Regions from separate parts of the Mus musculus genome. Here region 1 is linked to region 2. Evidence: chromatin contacts called from public HiChIP or PLAC-seq data. All regions are on one chromosome and are shown on one strand. Each heading gives the region's core, a stretch centred on a gene start, on an enhancer-like site or on the middle of the called end of the contact. The rest is flanking DNA. Distances are from core to core; before and after follow the strand shown. Region 1 holds the start of Lmf2 (lipase maturation factor 2). Region 2 has its middle 20 kb from the start of Gm38643.

Region 1 (5,025 bases), core at 490-2,989, 450 kb before region 2:
GCGCCCCCATCCCTGTCTCCAGTTTTAATTCTTCAGACTGGATGGTGTCCAATCTAAGAGCCTGGATGAGAAGGTTTTAAATATCTAGGTTTAATACACCTAGACCAGATATAGTGGGGAAGGAAGTATATTCTTGCAATATAACTGACACAATTCATTGGTAAACTTGGTGTGAGACATGAGGCCTTATCACATCTCTTAATTTTCACCTTTAGTTAAACAGTGAAACACTACCAAAATAGAGGACTAGAATTTGAACCACAACCCAAAAGCTCCACTTTAAATAACATCCAAGAGCTCGAGTAACATCCCAGCACATGCCAAGGGAGTGGCTAGAACAAACAAATCTGGGACAGCTCACAAGGAAGATCGGTATGGGTGTATCCCACCACATGGAGTTGAAAACTTGTATTTAAAAAAAAAAAAAATCACACAAGTAAGATTTTCTATTTTTAAGGGAAAGAAGACTCCACCCCAAGAAGCTCGACACTTAAGAAAGAAAACAGAAGCAGTCAAATAGAAATCCTAAGAGCACTGTTTCAAAAAGGAAGCTGTCAGACCGAGAAATCTCCCCAACAGGGCACTTCGAGCGTCTCTTTTATTTTTAAATACGAAGACCACTACAGTTCGAGTTGAGACCTGTAACTATTCAGTAGTGGGATCCGATTGTGTTGAGCCAAAGTGTGAACGTGCAGAAACGGAGCAGACAGTGACTGAATAGACCTGAACTTAAAAAAAAACAAAACGGAGGAATGGAATGCTGATAGGCTAGATTACGGCGAGGGGCTGGGCCACCAACAGGATGGGGGAGGGGGCGGATCCTTCTGGACAAAACTGGTTCAAATTAAGAGCCTGGGGTATGGGTGCGTCGCACTGCGGGAAGATCGTGTGGGCGGGGCTTGAGGTCTAAGATACAAAATCCCTTTTCCTTCGGGAACCAGATCTCTCTCCATTACTGTAAGAGTCCTGGTATGGTAGGGTTGATTGGTAGTTGCAAATAATCGGGAGACTGGGACAGAAGACTTCGGGTTTAAGACCTGCCTTGGCGCCTGGCTCAAGAAGAAAAACAGGTTCCAAAAAAAAGCTCGGTGGTAGAGTGCCTGCCAAACCTGTCCAAAGCCCCAGGTTAAATCCGCCCCCAAAAGGGGAAAACAAAAAGTTTGCTTCTTAATGTATTGTATTCCCCCAAAGAAAACGGAAATAATGTACTTGTTGGAGAAAAATGATTATCATCCAACCAAATCGACTTCACAGCTCGCTAACCGACAGAGGCCTGAAAAGGACAGCTCCGGGAGAATCTAGCTGAAAGTTTCGAGAGGCAGGCTGGATTTTGAAGGGGGGTGAGGAAAGAAACAAGACTGCGGATGACACACCAGACGGCTACAGACCCGGAGGCGGGGGGTGGCAATGCAGCCTGAGCGCCCAGGCCGATGCCATTCCCCCGCCGCCCTCACCTCCTCCAGATACTCGCCCAGCTGTGCCGCCACGTCCACCTCCCAGTTCTTAGTGAGATCCCGGATGGGCTGCAAGAGGTGAGCAAAGCGCACCTCCACATCCTCCATGTCTAGAACGGGACTAGAAGCCCGGAACCATGGCTCAACCCGCTACTGGTTCTGGCGCCATTTTGGTGCTCCCGCCCCGGAAGTACGTAGCCAGGGCACTGCGCGCACACGTATGACGTCAGGCGGGCCCAGTTTCGAAGAAGTAAAGAAGCGGGCCCGACGGGGGCGGGGCCTACACCGGGGGCGGGGCTCCGTGTCTAGGGGGGGGGCCTGGAGGAGCGGAGGAGACTAAGTTTCTAGGTGGTTAGCGGTGAGTTCTTTGGCACTGGGTGGAGCTCAGTGACCCGACCGGACTGACGGATTCCGGCTGCGGCGTGGGCCAGAGGCCGGGCTGGGGGCAGCTAGGAGACTAGAGGGCACTACTTCGGCAAGACCGCGTAGCGGACATGGCGAGCTCCCGGGTCCCACAGCAGCTTTTCCTACAGGGTGTGGCCGCTGTCTACTTGTTCGCCTTTGCGTCCCTCTACACCCAGATCCCAGGTGAGGGCGCGGAGGGGTTGAATCGTCACACGTGGACGTGGTAGCATCCCTTCCTTCACTGCCCTCTGAGGCGGGTGTAAAGTCCAGGCCTCTCTCTGCGCGGGATTAAGGGGTGGTAGTTTGCGGGCAACAAAAGTGGAGGAAAAAGAAGCACAAGGGTCGATTTCCCTTAACTATTAGTAGTCTCATCTAGGCTTAGGGAAAAACCCCGAGGGGAGTGGGTGGCAGATTTCTACCTGGACTCTGTGGGCAGGTAAGAGAGGGATGCGCTCTAATTGACAGAAGGTGCTGACCCAGAATCAGGTCTTCTGAACCTGGTGTTGGGGGTCAACAATTTCCAACGTGAGAGAGAGAGACCATCTGGTAGACAGAGCAAGCCCTGCCTGGGATGGGAACATCTGCAAGCACAACCTGGAGTTGGGGGTTTGGGACATCTGCATGCCAGGAGCTGGTGGTGGAGCATCTCCGGGGCCTAAGTTCATGTGCATGTTAGACTGGGAAGATGTCTAAGACTTGGCCCTGACATACCCTCCCACAGGCCTCTATGGCCCAGAGGGCATCCTTCCTGCTCGAAGAACACTGCGGCCCCAAGGCAAGGGCCTGTGGCAGCAGCTGTGGGAAACACCAACGCTGCTGTGGGAGGCACCAAGACTGGGGCTGGATACTGCCCAAGGTCTGGATTTACTGACCTTATTGGGCACCGTGCTAGCCCTGGGCGCCCTGCTCCTGAACTCTCTGAGACACCCCTTCGTCTACCTGCTGCTCTGGGTTGCATACCGATCAGCCTACCAGGCAAGTGAGACACTTAAAACTTCAGCCTTCATCTAACCCACCCTCTCTCTCTGCCTCACCTGATGCAGCAGACACACAGTGGCTCCCTGACCACTTCTCTCCCTACAGGTGGGCCAAGTGTTCCTTTATTTCCAGTGGTGAGTGATTCCGGGGGCCCAATCTGCCTGAGGCCACTGGGCAGGGTTGTTTGCCTCTCCTGGGAGGACCCTGGGAGGTTCCTATTAAGCAACCTAAATAGGAAATTTAGGATATTTCCCTCCCTATAGGGATTCCCTGCTGCTGGAGACTGGCTTCCTAGCTATACTGGTAGCCCCGCTGAGGGGGCCTTCCAAACACAAGATTCTCCAGGGTAGATTAGCAGGAGCCTTACCCCATGAAGACCTCCCATTCTGGCTCGTGCGCTGGCTGCTGTTTCGACTCATGTTCGCCTCTGGTGTGGTCAAGTTGACCAGCCGCTGCCCTACGTGGTGGGGACTCACTGGTGAGGGCCCGGGGCCTGAAGCTGGGATGGTCTAGAGGCTCTTAACCAGCCCTGACCTCCACTCGCTTCCTGCAGCTCTGACCTACCACTATGAGACTCAGTGCCTGCCCACACCCGCTGCCTGGTTTGCTCACCATCTGCCGGTCTGGCTACACAAGCTCAGCGTGGTAGCCACCTTCCTCATCGAGATCGCAGTGCCACCCCTGTTCTTTGCTCCTATTCGCCGCCTACGACTTACTGCCTTCTACGCTCAGGTAGGTAGAAGAGAGTGTGGCCTTTACCACTGGCTGGTGAGGCTTGCTGGGGCGGGAGTGGTCGGGTGATGGGTGCTGTGGGGGGAAGCATCGCAGGCAGAAGGATGTGTTAGCCAGTCTAGGTGTATACTGTCACGTGAGGCTGTGGCCTTTGGGAAAGTGTCGTCTTTAGGTCTGCGGGAGCCCAAGAGCATCCTCTCCATAGCTCTGACTGCATGTCTTCCTCTCAGGCATTATTGCAAGTCCTGATTATCATCACTGGCAACTACAATTTCTTCAACCTGCTAACCCTGGTGCTCACCACTGCCCTCCTGGATGACCGTCACCTGTCTGCTGAGCCTGGCCTCAGATGCCACAAGAAGATGCCCACCTGTGAGTGTCAGTCATCCCATCACGACAACCAAACCCATGTCATCCGCCAAAGAGCCCCTGTCCCTTGGCTGCAGACCCTTAGCCAATCTGTGACTGTCTGTCCAACCCATAGCCTGGCCTAAAGCCCTGCTGACCGCGCTGTCCTTACTGCTGGAACTGACTGTCTATGGGCTGCTGGCCTACGGCACTGTCTACTACTTTGGCCTGGAGGTTGACTGGCAACAGCACATCATCCTCTCGAAAACCAGTAAGTGCCAACATGGGGACCTAAGGGAAAGGGCTGGCTCAGTCCCTGATCACACTCTCCTCCCTGGCAGCCTTCACCTTCCATCAGTTCTCCCAGTGGCTGAAGACGGTAACCCTGCCAACTGTGTGGCTAGGGACAGCCTCCCTGGCCTGGGAGTTGCTTGTTGTCCTCTGGAGGTATGTATGTACCCGAAGACCGCGGGCAGAAGCCGCTTTCAGATCAGGTCTGACCACACCCGTCCCTCTCGTCCCCAGGTGGATCCAGGTACAAGGATGGTCACGGAAGTTCTCTGCGGGTATCCAGCTCTCCGTCCTGGGCACGGCAACAGTGGCCTTGTTCCTGATCAGCCTAGTAGGTGACCCTGTGAAGACTGGGACTGGGGGAAGATGGGGCAGCACTGAGCTATCGCCTATTTGCCTGCAGGTACCTTACTCCTATGTGGAACCTGGGACCCACGGGCGTCTCTGGACTGGGGCTCATCGCCTGTTCGGTTCTGTGGAGCACCTACAGCTGGCCAACTCTTACGGCCTTTTCCGTCGGATGACTGGCGTGGGCGGGCGGCCGGAAGTGGTCCTAGAGGGCAGCTATGACGGACAGCATTGGACAGTGAGCCCTCCCAAATGATACAGGGGTAAAGGGACCAAGTCCAGCCATCCCAGCTAACCATGTGTCCCTCTGTCAGGAGATCGAATTCATGTACAAACCTGGGAATGTGAGCCGACCACCCCCTTTCCTGACTCCTCACCAGCCACGCCTTGATTGGCAGATGTGGTTCGCAGCCCTTGGCCCGCATACACACAGCCCCTGGTTCACCGGCCTGGTGCTGCGCCTCCTGCA
Region 2 (5,123 bases), core at 302-2,801:
AACGCTAGACAATCAAGCTACCAATGGAGCTACCTAAAGGCCCCTGAACAATGTCTGATGGTAAACAAAGGTTGTTAATTTTTTTGGGGGGGGGTTGTGTTTTTTCGAGACAGGGTTTCTCTGTGTAGCCCTGGCTATCCTGGAACTCACTCTGTAGACCAGGCTGGCCTCGAACTCAGAGACTCACCTGCCTCTGCCTCCCCAGTGCTGGGATCAAGGTTATGCTCCACGATCACCGTGGAGGTTGTTCAACTTTATAGGACACATCAACGGCCTTTTCTACTGATGCTATTATTATTTTTTAAAAAATCTTTTTTTGTGTGTCCCAGAATTTAAAATAGTTCTCTCTTGTAGCAACTATAAGCGTCCTCTGAAGGGGCTTACGGAGATTGGCTCAGGGACTAAGAGCGCTTGCAGCCCTTGCAGAAGATTCAAGTTCAGGTCCTAGCACCCATATCACTGGGGGGGGCTCATGGCCATCTGTAACTCTAGCACCAGGGGATCTGACACCCTCTCCTGGCCTTCACAGTCACCTGTACTCACATGCATATACTCACACGGAGACACACAGATGCATAGATAACTAAACATAGATGATAGATAGATAGATAGATAGATAGATAGATAGATAGATACATAGATACATAGATAGATACATAGATAGATACATAGATAGATACATAGATAGATACATAGATAGGTATGACATACACCATTTTAAAAGAAGAGTGTGTCCTGGTCCATCTGGAGGTGATTTTTGTATACAGTGTGTAGTAAGGATCACTTCTTGTGCTTGTGTCCCCCTCTGGGGTGACGACCCACCTTCAGTCTGTTCCACCTTGTATGCTCCTGCCCTAGGGCTATGCTGTCTGAATTGACTCAGCATTATGTCTGGTAAGGAGAGGTCTTGGTTCTTTCTTGCTCTCTTCTTTATAACCACCATACCGGCTTACAACGTTTCCCAGGAAGCCATATTGAAATGCCAATTGAGATTATGCCAAATGGGTCGATCCATTTCTGAGATGTTTGTTCTGTTCATGAGCATTATATGCTTCTCCACTTGAGTTCTTTTTGTTCTTATTTATTTTTGAAGACAGACTCTTTCTATGTAACCCTGGCTGTCCTGGATCTGGCTATGTAGACCAGGCTGGCCTTGAACTCACAGAGATCCACCTGACTTTGCCTCCAGAGTGCTGGGATTAAGGGCACGTGCCCTCTCTCCTGGCCCCAGACTGTATTTTTTTTAAACAGCTTTTGCATCCACACAGTTATCATCATGAATGACATAATTTAGTGTTTGTGTATGTTAAAGCAATTAACAATAGTCTAGAAACAAACCAAGTTTGGTTTGATGTTGTCTAGATATGTGGCTGGATTTGCCTTGGTGGCTGCAGCTGTATGTTTGGTCTTAACTACAACTGTTTTGCTTGTATCCCTGTTAGCTGTTTCTAGTCCAGGTGTTTGCAACTAGAACTGCTGTGCGCTCTTCTCTAGCAATAGGAATAGCCTTGATGGGCCTTGCTCATCGCCAGGTACCGCTCTTTGTGTGCCCCATTTGGTCACATGTGCCTCACAAGGGAGGTTTAATCTCTATTTAGCTCTTCTATTCAAAGTGCTGGTAGAGTCACCTTGTCGCTCCAATTTGCATGTCTCTGATGCTAATGAAGTTGAATATTCTGTAGCTCATTTGAATGTACCTTGGGAAAGTGCTCCTTTTGTATAATTTTTGAAATTTTATTAATTTTATTTTTATGAGTATGGGTATTTTGCCTGCATGAATATCTCCACGGTCCCTGCAGAGGCAGAAAGAGGGTTAGAATTACTGAGCTGTAAACCACCATGTGGCTTCTGGGAATTGAATAGGCTCTCTAGAAGAGCAGCCAGTGCTCTTAAAGCTTGGAGCTATCTCTCCAGTTCACTCCCACCTTTTTGTTTTTCTGTTTTGTTTTGTTTTGTTTTGTTTTGTTTTGTTTTGCTTTGCTTTGCTTTGAGAGAGGGTCTTACTTTGTAGTTCTGGCTAACCTGGATGTTGCTAAGTAGACCAGCTAGCCTTGACTTCCCTAAAATCTGCTTGCCTCTGTCTCCCAAATGCCTGGATTAAAGCTATAGACCACCACACCTGTCTGTAAAGTACTTGTTTGTCTGGACACATTTTCTGCTAACCTCTTCTTGTTGATTCGTAAGAGTTCTTTACATATTCTAGACACAAGTTGTTTGATAGATGCATCTCCTATGATTTGCCTTATGCTGTTTTAATGTTCTGGGTCCCTCCCTTTCTTTTGTGTGTAGAGTATATATTTGTGTGTGTGTATGTGTGTGTGTGTGTGTGTGTGTGTGTGTTTTCTATGTGTATGTGTATGCACATATGTATAAACTTATATGGATGTAGAGGCCATAGGTTGACCTTGGATGTCTTCCTCTAGCACTATCTTATTTTTTGAGACCAAGTATCTCACTGATTGATTCACTGCTGGCCAAGGAGCTCTAGAGAGCTGTCTCTCTCTCTAACCCACTCTGAACCCCACTTTAAGGTTGTAGGCACGTGCTGCCATGTCTGGCTTTTGACCCAGTTTGGAGACTGAGGGGTGAAGACGTTGTTCTTGGGAATCTGAACTCAGGTCCTCACCAGACACTTTACCAAAAGAGCCATCTCCCTGCCTTAATGTTTCAATGCACAGAAATTATTCGTTTCAATACATTTCCATATCTGCTTTCCTTATAATTGGCAGTTTTTCACTTTGGGAATTGTTCATATAATCCAAAGTTGTGAAATCCTTCTGTCTCCTCTAAAACATTATATTGTTTCTCTGTTCATGCTTAGCTCTGTATTCCACCTATCTTCCAGTATCTGAGTGTAGAATGTCATACGTGGGAGCAAACATCCATTACCTTTTCTATAGAGATATTCAAATTCAACTAAGCCAGGGACGTGGCTGTAATGTGTGCCATACACACACACACACAGACACACACACACACACACACACACACACACACACACACACATACACATACACATATATATATGTGTGTATATATATGTGTGTGTATGTGTGTGTATATATATATATATATGTATGTATATATATGTGTGTGTGTATATACACATATATACACACATATACACACAAATATGTGTGTGTATATATATATATATATATATATGTATATGTATATATACACACACACACATATATACACAGTTCTCCGTGCTGCAGTAAAGCTGGTAGCTGTGTGTGTAGCTGTGTGTGTAGGGTTATGCCTCTGTAATGGAAGTCTGCTCTTCCATCTATTTCACTAGCCAGGTTTCTTTGGTGATAATGCTCCACAAAGACCCACGCCAAGACAGTGGCTTCCAAACGGTCATTTCTCACAGGCCAGCTGGACCTCCTCTGGTCCTCTTGGGGAAGACTGCGCTGGGTTTCAGGTGCAGGTTACTCTTGTCTGACTCTCCCTCCTGGAAGCCACCAGTGGACGTTACCACTTCCACCATTTTTCCACACTGGCACCGCCTCTGCAGGAAAAGGAGAGGAACCCATCCCCTCCACATCTCTGAGACTCTGGAGGTCACTGCAGTCACAGCTACAAAATCAGCCTCCTCCTTCAGTCACCCACTGGCAGCTTCCGTGTGAGGGGCTGAATGTGAGAGGGACAAAGGCCCGTGGAGCTGGATGTCTGGGGCAGGAGCCCAGGCTTCACACTCCAGGACGATGTCGATCAGTCAGAGCGCCCGGGTGCAAGTTCACCTGGAGAAGGTGGGTGTGGTGGCACCAGACCCTGAGGAAACCAACCCAGCACCAAACAAGGCTAGGAACCGGATGGGAGGCTGGGGAAACTGGAATGCCCTTGAAGACATCAACTACTGACCAGTTCAGACAAGCAAACTATACCCAAGGGCTGCTTCTGGGTGGTCTGTGAACTAAGGATGTTTTTTGTTTTTAAAGGATTGGAAACAAAACAAAACAAAATGTGTAACGGAGTCCACGTGTGGCCCAACCCCCCCAAAGCCTAAAATAGCTGCCTTGGTGTGGATGCTTGCTTACGGTGAGCAGAGCTGGATGCAACTCAGGTCAGTTTCAGCACAGAGGTCCAGACAGAAGCCACAGGTCGGCAACCAGAGTGCACCCACAGTGGAGCGTCTCTCAGTCACCCTGAGAGGTGCCTGACCTCCGTGCTCTCAGCGTACCACAGAGATCGAGGTAACATCAGGGCAGAGTGGCTTCCCTCTGTGCAAGGAATTCAGCAGGAGGTTTACATCCACGGGCCACTGTGTCTTTTTAAAACAGAGGCCTCTACTGAGTTCCAGGCTTTGCTGGGAGGTGACAGTCCTGTCTGGGCCAGTGGTAGTCTTGATAGGGTGGTGACCCCTGGGTTGGCAGGCCTTCTGAAAGGTGGGTTAGTACCAACTGGACCCAGCAGAGAGCCTATTTCACCGTGAGCTTCTGCCTGAGTGACGTAGATGACATGATGAACCATAGCCCCTCCACACAGCAGTCTTCTTTGAGTCGGTAAGACGTAACGGGTTGTGGAGCATGTGCAGCCTGCCAGAGCTACTGGAACCACAGCATGGCCACTGCCAGATCTAAGGTGGGGACACTCAACTAACCTGTCAGGTCCAAATGGAGCCAGCCCATCCGGAAGGAGGCCAGACAAAGGCACTTTAAAATCTGTGCTCTGGAACAGAATGGGAGTGGGTATAATCTTCTCAAATGGGTAACCACCCAAAGAGCTCTCTAGAGCCAGCCCTGCATATATGTGCTTGACTGTGCACTTCTGTTGGCAGCTCCTCCTACTGGTCATCATTAGAAGGGACCCCAAAGTGAAGAAATTGTAGCAGCCTGGTTGCAGAATAGGCTAGAAATCCAGCCTCCAACAAGGGTGGCTTACTTGGTGGCTGCCTTAGTGGGTAGAAGGAATGACTGGGGGACTTGGCCTCACAGCCTTGGGATTGAATCAGTGTCTGATTTCTCCTACTGGGCCAAATGACAGGGAAACAAACTGAGGGACAGTCTTCCAGTCCCAGAGTCCCCTCTCTGAAAGTAACAACCCTCAATGGGAGGCTGACACCTGAGATCCCAGTAAAAAATTCCTGCCTGCAACCCCATGGGGAAGTTATGGCAAAA

What was found. HiChIP or PLAC-seq counts read pairs in DNA pulled down with a chosen protein or histone mark.
Region 1: a contact with region 2 is called in an H3K27ac HiChIP or PLAC-seq map of embryonic stem cells, with 5 read pairs. The contact joins the promoter of Lmf2 here to the enhancer-like site in region 2. A contact is called at or near these places in 1 of 15 datasets of contacts at CTCF or cohesin (the NIH/3T3 cell line), 1 of 484 Hi-C or Micro-C datasets (embryonic stem cells), 3 of 115 datasets of contacts at active chromatin or transcription factors (bone marrow-derived macrophages, embryonic stem cells and pancreatic cancer cells) and 1 of 9 other capture datasets (liver).

The regions. Positions count from the first base shown.
Region 1 is chr15:89,352,373-89,357,397 of GRCm38.p6, reverse strand. It overlaps Lmf2 (lipase maturation factor 2), which reads left to right and starts at 1,739. Exons shown (of 14, transcript NM_178919.4): 1 at 1,739-2,042; 2 at 2,581-2,834; 3 at 2,943-2,971; 4 at 3,101-3,315; 5 at 3,391-3,569; 6 at 3,800-3,941; 7 at 4,054-4,188; 8 at 4,259-4,364; 9 at 4,443-4,539; 10 at 4,612-4,794; 11 at 4,871-5,025. The coding sequence starts at 1,949. It overlaps Ncaph2 (non-SMC condensin II complex, subunit H2), which reads right to left and starts at 1,679. Exons shown (of 20, transcript NM_001115132.2): 1 at 1,455-1,679. The coding sequence starts at 1,562.
Region 2 is chr15:88,902,974-88,908,096 of GRCm38.p6, reverse strand. It overlaps a transcript of Ttll8 not described here. Among named protein-coding and RNA genes, the nearest start is that of Gm38643, 20 kb to the right of the region's middle. Within about 2 kb of position 1,551, at least 2 of the 459 cell types and tissues checked have an H3K27ac peak or open chromatin away from gene starts, as enhancers often do. A contact at or near this core is called in embryonic stem cells, where this site is marked.